Linked DNA regions of Sus scrofa: region 1 is linked to region 2. A link is a contact called in public HiChIP or PLAC-seq data. All regions are on one chromosome and are shown on one strand. Each heading gives the region's core, a stretch centred on a gene start, on an enhancer-like site or on the middle of the called end of the contact. The rest is flanking DNA. Distances are from core to core; before and after follow the strand shown.

Region 1 (4,454 bases), core at 55-2,554, 210 kb before region 2:
AAAAAAATACAGGCGATTCTATTAAATCTGTTAGAGGTGACGTGGTTATTTGGGGGTGCAAGCAGACCATGGACTGATTTTTAAGAAATGTTCTACTTTGAGGACAATCCAGGACTTCTTTGTTCCTGTTCCAAAACGATAATCATTGAAAAGAAAGAAATGACATCCTTTGGAAGATACAGATAAGTTCCTGAGTTAGGAGCAGACACTGAAACAGTATTAGTTGATGGGGGCAGGGGAGATAAAAATTACAGGCTGAACTTACCATTTTCCTCTCCTTTCAGTTCAAGGATAAATCATTTCCCTTCAATGTCACAAAGTATAACAGAGAATAATGGATGCTATGAAATTAGACTTGATAGTAGCAACAATTGAGGGTTGTTGATGGGGTACACTGAGCTTCCTGAAGGTAGCACTATATAATATAAAGTATATTTTGAAGACTTCCACAGTGACTACCTATCCTTTGGTAGAGCTTAGAGAAAAACGTGCACAAAGTAGTTCATTTAGTGCTACTTTCGCTATTTTCACACTGTGAGGTACTTGGTTTAACATGGCTAATTTAAAGATGTTTCTCAAGAACTCGGGGTGAAGGGAAGACACTCTTCTATCAACCTTTACTGAGTATCCATTGCGTTCCAGGCATTGTGCTAAATTATTTAAATGCACTGTCTCATTTAAATCCTCCCGAGAGAGCCTAAGTCCACTTTATACAGAAGCAGGGTACTCGACCTAGATTATACGCCTAGTAAATGATGGCATATAGACTCTAAAGCAAAATTTGTTAGCACTGTAGAACCATGATGAATAAGGCGTGGTCCCCAGTCCTGTGCTAAGTGCTATGACTTAGGTATGTACAGGCGGCAATTGGAAGATAAAGTAGGTGCACCTTACACTATCAATGGCTTTTAGGGTAAAAGTCAAATCCTTTCTTTCAGCACATTATGACCAAGTTCCCGAATGCCTCCGCCCTTCCACCAGCCCTCCCTAGTACTCAGTCGCTCTCTCGGCACAGACCAAAGAGGTGGGAGGGAGCTTGGACGTCTCCAGTTTGGGAGAAGGGAACGTGTGAGGGTGATGTTTAGAGGGACCTCGACCTTGGAAACACATTTCATTCCTACCTTCGCCACATCCCTGCCCCTCTCGGGGTTCCACCGCACCTTCAGTCTCTGTGCTCCCCTCGAAGCCCAGCCCTCCCACCTGCACCTTCAGCGACTCGGCCCTCTCGCCGCCGAGGATGCAGAGCTACCCGGATTTCGGGCGGTGGCGCCGGAAGTAGCGGCGGCGCGTGACGTCAGAGGAAGTGCCTGTTGCCGCGGCCTGCGGTTGGCAGTTACTGGAGTCGGTGCTCCACTCTCAAGGTTCCCCCGACAGCAGGCGGTGGAGCAGGCTGAAGCAGCGGGAGCAGCGGGGTTTGTTTTAGGACCAGCGGCTTTGAACCTGCGCGCCCGGCTCCGAGGGCAGGTGCGGTCTCCTGGCTTCCCGCAAGGTGCCCGGGGCTGCGAGTGTGGGGACTGCCCTTCACGGACGACCGCAGGGACCTTATGCAGGGTCGAAAATAGGGAAAGTTGCCAAACCTTAGTGAGAGGACCTGGCTCTTGCACCTGCGAGGATCGCTTAATATGCACTTCGACCGTGAGGAAAGTATTGGTTCCTCTGTTTACAGAGGAAGAAACGGGCTCAGAAAGGTGAAGTCATTTGCCCCAGGCCTGCAGCTGAGAACTGTCAAGATTCACAGCGAGTCCTTTGGTGCCAGAGCCCTTGCTCTGCACTGCCCCAGGTTCTCATGCATAATTTGGGTAAAGAATCCTGGCATGGACGGTGGGGTTAGTTAACAGTTTCTGGGACACTGAAAATGCAGTAGGTCAGGAATGGGGCTCTGGAAGCTGTATTTTCAAAAGCCGTGGGAAGTATAACACATCGTTTCCCCGTGAACAGAGCAAGAGCGATAGATAATTGTCATGTTAAGCTTTTAAGGCCTCAGTTGAGAGAAAATGTCAAACGGCGGCTTCCTCTACAAATCTTGTGGGATTGGAAAGTTGGTATTTGATTCTGTCATTCACTATTGAGGCAGATGGCAGCCTCTGTCCTCTCCCCACCTATTAAACGAGAAGCCTGACTTAGTACAAGGGGGAATTTGTTATACATACACATTCCCGAGGCCAGCCTGTTTCTACTGAAATCGGAAGGTCTGGGGGTGGGGCTGGGAATCTAGGCTAAATTAGCTATACAGTGAGCCTGTTACCTTTGAGAACTTGAGATGTAAAGCTGTCTTAGACCCATGAAGAAATGGATTTTAGGTTCAGAAGGTGCCCAGAACCTTCGCGTTTTTGTTTTGTTTTGGCTGTGCATGCTCCTATATTTGCTGTAGGTTAAACTTTCATTAGCAAAAATGTTGAATTAGTGTTACTGGGCATTATGAGGTGGATTTTTTAATTAGCTGAATACTGAAACACAATAACATTTGAACTTTAATCTGCCTACTACTGATTGATTTCCTGGGTGACACAGGGTGAGCCACTTAACTTGTGGTCCTTATATACTTGTTTGTGATGCTCTCTTATGTCTTATAATCATGTCTTGTTACAAATACCTGTATCCATCCTACATCAGATCTCCTAAGACAGGCCATGGGTATTTTTAACAAGCTCCCATAGAAGTTTGATGCAGCCTGTGATAATGGAATATGGAAATGCCCTAGGAAACTGAGTCTTAGCCTATTTCTGAGTGTTCACGTAGGTGGAATTTTATAGTTTTCTAATATTCTGCTCTTGGGAGACTCACAAGAGTAATGTATTTTATGATAGATCCTGGGTTTAGTTTTTTTAGTTTTTGTTTGTTTATTTTTGCTTTTTTAGGGCTGCACCTGTGGCATATGGAAGGGGTCAAATTGGAGCTGCAGCTGCCAGCATACACTGCAGCTCATGGCAATGCAGGATCCTTAACCCACTGAGCAAGGTGAGGGATTGAACCTGCATCCTCAGGGACACTAGTTGGATTTGTAACCTGCTGAGCCACAACAGGAACTCCTTAGAATTTTTTAACATTTACTTTCTTGTGAATGAAATGAAAGTACTGTGCTAAAATAAGCATTACAAAAGATAAACATTAAAAACAACATCCCAAAGGAGTTCCCGTCGTGGCTCAGTGGTTGGCGAATCCGACTAGGAACCATGAGGTTGCGGGTTCGATCCCTGGCCTTGCTCAGTGGGTTGACGATCCGGCGTTGCTGTGGCTCTGGCGTAGGCTGGCAGCTACAGCTCCGATTAGACCCCTAGCCTGGGAACTTCCATATGCTGCAGGATCGGCCCTAGAAAAGGCAAAAAGACAAACAAACAAACAAACAAAAATCCCCAGGTGATTTAGTAGGCTCCTTGATTGAGGTATTGTGATGACAAGTTGATTTTATGTAGAAGCTATGATTGCCATTGAGCCATCTTGTCTGCGTGAAAAGATTATAATTACCTCTTGGTTGTCCAAGCCGTCACAACTCCAACTAAAAAGCATCTTTTTTTTTTTTTTTTTTAAACAGATACTATTGTGTGATCTAAATCAGGCAATGAAATCTTCTGGAAGCTAAGAGCAGAAGCCTTTTTGGTCAACATGGAGGACAAAAGACGGCGAGCTCGAGTGCAGGGAGCCTGGGCTGGTCCTGCTAAGAGCCAGGCCATTGCTCAGCCAGGCAAGAACCTATGGGGATCTCATGTGTGGGGGTGTGTGTGTGTGTGGTCGAGTATCCTCTTCTTTTATATATATCCTTTTGGTTGATAGTGGTCTCGCATTTCAGTGGATGTTATTTAAAATGAGGCTGATGTTTTTTTCTAATTCTGTTGACGATGAGCTAAGGCTGATCTTTAGTATTCTTCAGTTTAGTCACGATGCTCAAAGCTTTCAGGTGTGTGTTGAGGTCTTCGATTGACTTTCCTAATTACTTTTTAGATGTCAGAGAGGTCATCTCCAAGTGGATCTCATTGGTCCTTGCTCAGTAGAGGGTGATGAGAGCACACTTTCCCCTGGTTTGAGTCTCCTCTCTCTCCTTGCTTCAGCTACCACTACTGAGAACCGTCTCCCACAGAGACCTGGTCAGACCTGGATGAACAAGGAGCATCTGTCTGACAGACAGTTTGTGTTCAAAGAACCCCAGGAGGTAAATTCTTGTTTCTTCTTCAACAGCAGCAAAGACTTCTTTGCAAATAATACTCATATAGTAGGTACTCAAATAGTGACTGAATAGAATCACTGGGAGGAGAGTTGAAAGGAATCTAATAATAATGAAATGTGGAACATCAGTTTCTTAGTATGTCTGAGGAGTCTTTGTGTTCTGCCCCCAATTTATAGGAATATATAATTCCTGTTTTGTTTTGTTTTTTTGACAACGAGGCACACCATGACTAGAGGTTAGAGGTTAGACCATGACCAGAGCTTGCATTAGTTATCTTGGTTCTGACAGTCCT
Region 2 (4,195 bases), core at 173-2,672:
ACGGCAACGCTGGATCCTTAACCCACTGAGCAAGGTCAGGGATCGAACCCGAAACTTTATAGTTCCCAGTCAGATTCGTTAACCACTGAGCCACGACGGGAACTCCAAAACATGTATACTTTTAATACAGAGAAAGACAAAGAAGAAAGTGAAAATACTCTCCACTTATCCATTTCTCACATGTGGTATACGAATGCTAAATTTCTCAATGTTTTTTGGGGGGAGATATAGATTTGGAGAGCAGAGCAAGTGTTCTCTTGATGTGGGGAGTCAGAATGTGGGTTTCCTGCCTTCAGAATATTCTCGTCCTAATCTCCCTGGATCTGTGACAAGCAGGCATTAACTCACAAGAATATTCCTGGAATCTCTGTTGCTTCTGGGAGCCCCAGTGGGTCTCTAGACTCAGAATCATCCCCATGAATATTTAAGCTCTAAGTGATAACTTCCACCAGATGGTGCTAAGATACAGCTGGGACCAGATGGATTTGGATTCTGCAGCCAATATCTGTAGACTGCATAGATTCAGTGGCATCATTTCATTAACTTCTCCGTAACATTACCCTGCATTTGACTGAATTTTTTAGACTCCAGTCACTGTCTTATGATAGGGATTTTGCTGTGTAGTAGAAGACTAGATCATGTACTATGAAATGAAGAAAGAAATAAAATGAAAGTGAAAGTTTTTCTTCCCCATATCTACCTCCACAATTAATCCCTCTAAAACTGTTTATTGCTTCTTGGATTCCTTCCAGAAAAAAATGATATATATGCCTGAAGTTAAGCATCTACCTATATATTTTCTCTCTTCTGTTTTTGCACATATATATATAATTACATAAAAGGGAGCATACTTGTCTATTTTAAACTGTTTTCATATTAACATGTCTTTGAGATCTTTCCATACCAACAATATACATTCTTTCTCTCATTATTATTCTAATCATAATTTATTTTGATTAATATAAAAATTTCAATAGTTTATTTTGGTTGTTGCTGGGTTTATGCTATTCTTAGAAACAACGCTGTAATAAATATTTTTGATAATAGTTGTTGAGAATATCCATAGGGGAGACTCCATACAGAGGGGTTATTGGGGAAAATTATCAGCATTTTACATTTGATGGATAAGGCTGACTTGCCCTTCAAGAATGTCGCATGCTCATCAATAGTGATTACAATAAAACTTTTAAATTTTTGTCAGTTTTATAACTATTTTATAAGTGACGCATAATGCCTTGGTGTTTAGGTTTGCAGTTTCTTTATTATGAGGGATGCTGCAGGTCTTCGAATTTCACTGTGGAACCTAAGCTTCTCCCGCCCGCCTAGGAGAAACGCTCAGCGGTGCCTTGACTCCTCCCGTCCAGTAGAGGGCGTGGGCCCGGCCCCGGCGGCTTCCGCATGCGCAGTGCCCTCGGTGTCAGACCGCCGAGCCCAGTTGCCGGCTCTCGGCTCTCCGCTGGCTGTAGCAGAGCCGACACCGCTGGTGGCGACCCGCAGCTCCGCACGATCCCTCCTTGGCGGCTGTGGCCCACGCCCAGCGGCATGAGCTGGTGACCAACAGGAGGCAGCCGTGGCCGAGGTAAGTGCGGCCTGGAAGGGCCTGGTGGGCCTTGGGTGCTGGCTTGGGCCTCTCCCGGCCGCGGCGGAGTCGGGCCCCTATCACCGGGGGAGCGCGGACGGCGGGGAGGTCGGAGGGCTACTGGAGGAGACCCTCACCCCCACCGGAGCCACTCACGGTGCTTTCCCGCTTTGGGGGCGCTTTGACTTCTGCCCCGCCCTCTCCTTCACCACCTGGCCCGCCCTGCACTTTGGTTTCCCACCTGCCTCCCTTGCTCACACCTTTCCTTTCTCCCAGAATCCTGTGGCGTCCTTTCCGAAGGGCCCACCCTCTGCCATGACCCCTCTCCGCTGCCTGCTCTTTCCTGCGAGCTGCAGGGATCTGCTTCCTCCCACGGGGATTCTTGAGCTTTGGGCCCTGTGGTGGCCAGTGGCGTCCTGTGCAGGACCTGGCGCTCCCGTGTCAAAGGTGGCCAGTGGTGTCCCGGCCCTGGGCATGTAGTTGAAAGTCAGAAGCATTTGGAGTTTTACTACTGGCTGCAGAAACAGGTATATCTATACAATTTTGAAGTTAAAATTCCTTGGTGTTACTTACTGGGAAGTGCTAATTTAGAAGTGTTCTTATTTGTCTGAAGATAGCTTGAAATAGACATGTGTCAATTTCAGTTCTTCTTTGTCAATGGAGTGCCCTAAGGAGATAAACTGGACTTTGTTTGTAAACTTCAGAGCTCAAAGGCTAGATATGGTGATAAAATATATGACTCAGTTTCTGTCCTTCCTGGCTTCTGCTGACTTGAGCCATGGGGTTGCATATGGCCATGTGAATGGGTAGATTTTGCCTCTCTCAAGTCAGCTGGCTCATTGAGCAATGCGAAAGGTGTATCTAATTCCGGCTTTTAAGGGTAGCAGGGGAGGCAGCTTCACCTGGCGGTTTAGACAGAGCTCCGGCTCCAGAGCTAGGCTGCCATTCTCTATATGCCTTGGCATTTTCTAGTTGTGTGACAGTGGGCAAGTTACTTAGCCGTCCTTGTTACACTTTCCCCATCTGTAAAATGAGAATAATAATAGCTTGTCACATGGCACTGTTAGGAAGATGAAATAAGTTAACTCAAAGTACTTAAAACAGACCTTGGCGTGTAGCAGGGCCAAAGTCATGTGTAGTTATCAGTCCTTTAATTACAAGCATTGTGTTCATTATAGTACAATTCTTGTAAGGGGGCACATGTCTTTATTTTTTATATAAACCATTTTTAGGCGTGGTTAGCTATAATGTAACTTTAATTATAGAGACCCTTATCAGGTAAGGCAATGAATCACAGATTTTCCTGCTTTTGCCAGTATCTGATTCCTTTCTTTTCAGAAACAGTTGGGTTAAGTTCCAGTGTAACAGCAGCCCCAGGAGTTCAGCTGTGAGGGTTTCTCTGAAAAGGTTAAGACAGGAGATTGTGATTGAAAACTAAGTGGATTGGGAGTTCCCGGCATGGCTCAGGTGAAGTGAATCTGACTAGTAACCATGAGAATGAAGGTTCAATCCCTGGCCTCACTCAGTGAGGATGTGTTGTTGCTATGAGACCTGTGGTATAGGTCGCAGAAGCAGCTCGGATCTGGTGCTGTGGCTGTGGTACAGGCCTGTGACTACAGCTCCGTTTCAACCCCTGGCCAGAGAACTTCCCTGTGCTGCAGGTGCAGCCCTAAAAAGCCAAAAAAAGAGAGCGAGAAAGAAAAGAAAACTAAATGGATTGGACGTAGCCTAAAGCACCGAGGAAAGGTTACTCAGGCCAAGTTTAGGAATAAATAATTCCAGGAACAGAAAATGCGAATCATTCTGACAGTAGAGTGGCACTGAAAGATTTTTCCAGTGATTCAGTGCTTGCCATCTGGCCAGGTGATCCCATTGTAGGGATAGTTTTGATGTGCCTCAAGGAGGCTAAAGTTTGTAGGGTTCTGTTGTGAAATTCTTATTTTAACCCAGGTTGGTGTATTATATGGAACAAACATTCACTAGTAGAAGATCCTTTTGGTTTGTCCTCGTCAGGGAAGCTCAGTGTTAGAGGAGAGAAGGGTGGTCATGGGGGGGGGGGCAGGTACAGAAAATTCCATCTGTGGAATTACCTAGCCATTTTTTCTTCCTTTGGAAATGAATTCAAGAAAGAAATTAATCAGAGTTCATCACTGTATAATTCCTCAAAACTTGGTCCTTGAACAGTATGTGCCCTGATGGAACCAGGAAGGCTAGAGACACTCCTTTCTTCAGCAAACACTTAGGTTTATGTGAAATGTGTTCTAGACCCAGTATTAGAATAGTAAGATGCTGACAGGTGGTGGGTTGGGGTGTGAGATGCCCTGGCCAGCACTGGCACTCTAGTGCTTGAGCAGTGTGCAGAAGGGTCCCCCTAAGGCTGGTGGAGTTGGTTGGCTCTTGTTGTCTCCCCGAGAGACCCTGAGGTGTGATCAGGCTCACATTAGCCAGATATCTACTCAGGACCGACTGTGAAAGACAGAAGGCTCCGAGGCAGCATTTCCTGCACCTGGAGGCAGACTGTGTTGAAAGCCAAGCCCGGAATTTAATCCTAACTGTGGCAGAACTGCAAAGGAAGCTGAATGCACAGCCTGGATGGCCACTTCTGCTCACGTCAGG

Evidence for each region. HiChIP or PLAC-seq counts read pairs in DNA pulled down with a chosen protein or histone mark.
Region 1: a contact with region 2 is called in an H3K27ac HiChIP or PLAC-seq map of alveolar macrophages. The contact joins the promoter of ALKBH3 here to the promoter of EXT2 in region 2. A contact is called at or near these places in 1 of 5 promoter capture datasets (liver), 2 of 47 Hi-C or Micro-C datasets (brain and liver) and 2 of 2 datasets of contacts at active chromatin or transcription factors (alveolar macrophages and skeletal muscle).

Annotation. Positions count from the first base shown.
Region 1 is chr2:18,445,135-18,449,588 of Sscrofa11.1, reverse strand. ALKBH3 (alpha-ketoglutarate-dependent dioxygenase alkB homolog 3) reads left to right here and starts at 1,304. Exons shown (of 10, transcript XM_003353890.4): 1 at 1,304-1,464; 2 at 3,533-3,682; 3 at 4,047-4,147. The coding sequence starts at 3,604. It overlaps LOC102168147 (a long non-coding RNA gene), which reads right to left and starts at 1,269. Exons shown (of 3, transcript XR_001306861.2): 1 at 1,122-1,269.
Region 2 is chr2:18,236,456-18,240,650 of Sscrofa11.1, reverse strand. EXT2 (exostosin-2) reads left to right here and starts at 1,422. Exons shown (of 18, transcript XM_021083158.1): 1 at 1,422-1,579. ACCS (1-aminocyclopropane-1-carboxylate synthase-like protein 1) reads left to right here. Exons shown (of 15, transcript XM_021083160.1): 15 at 1,327-1,404. The coding sequence ends at 1,367.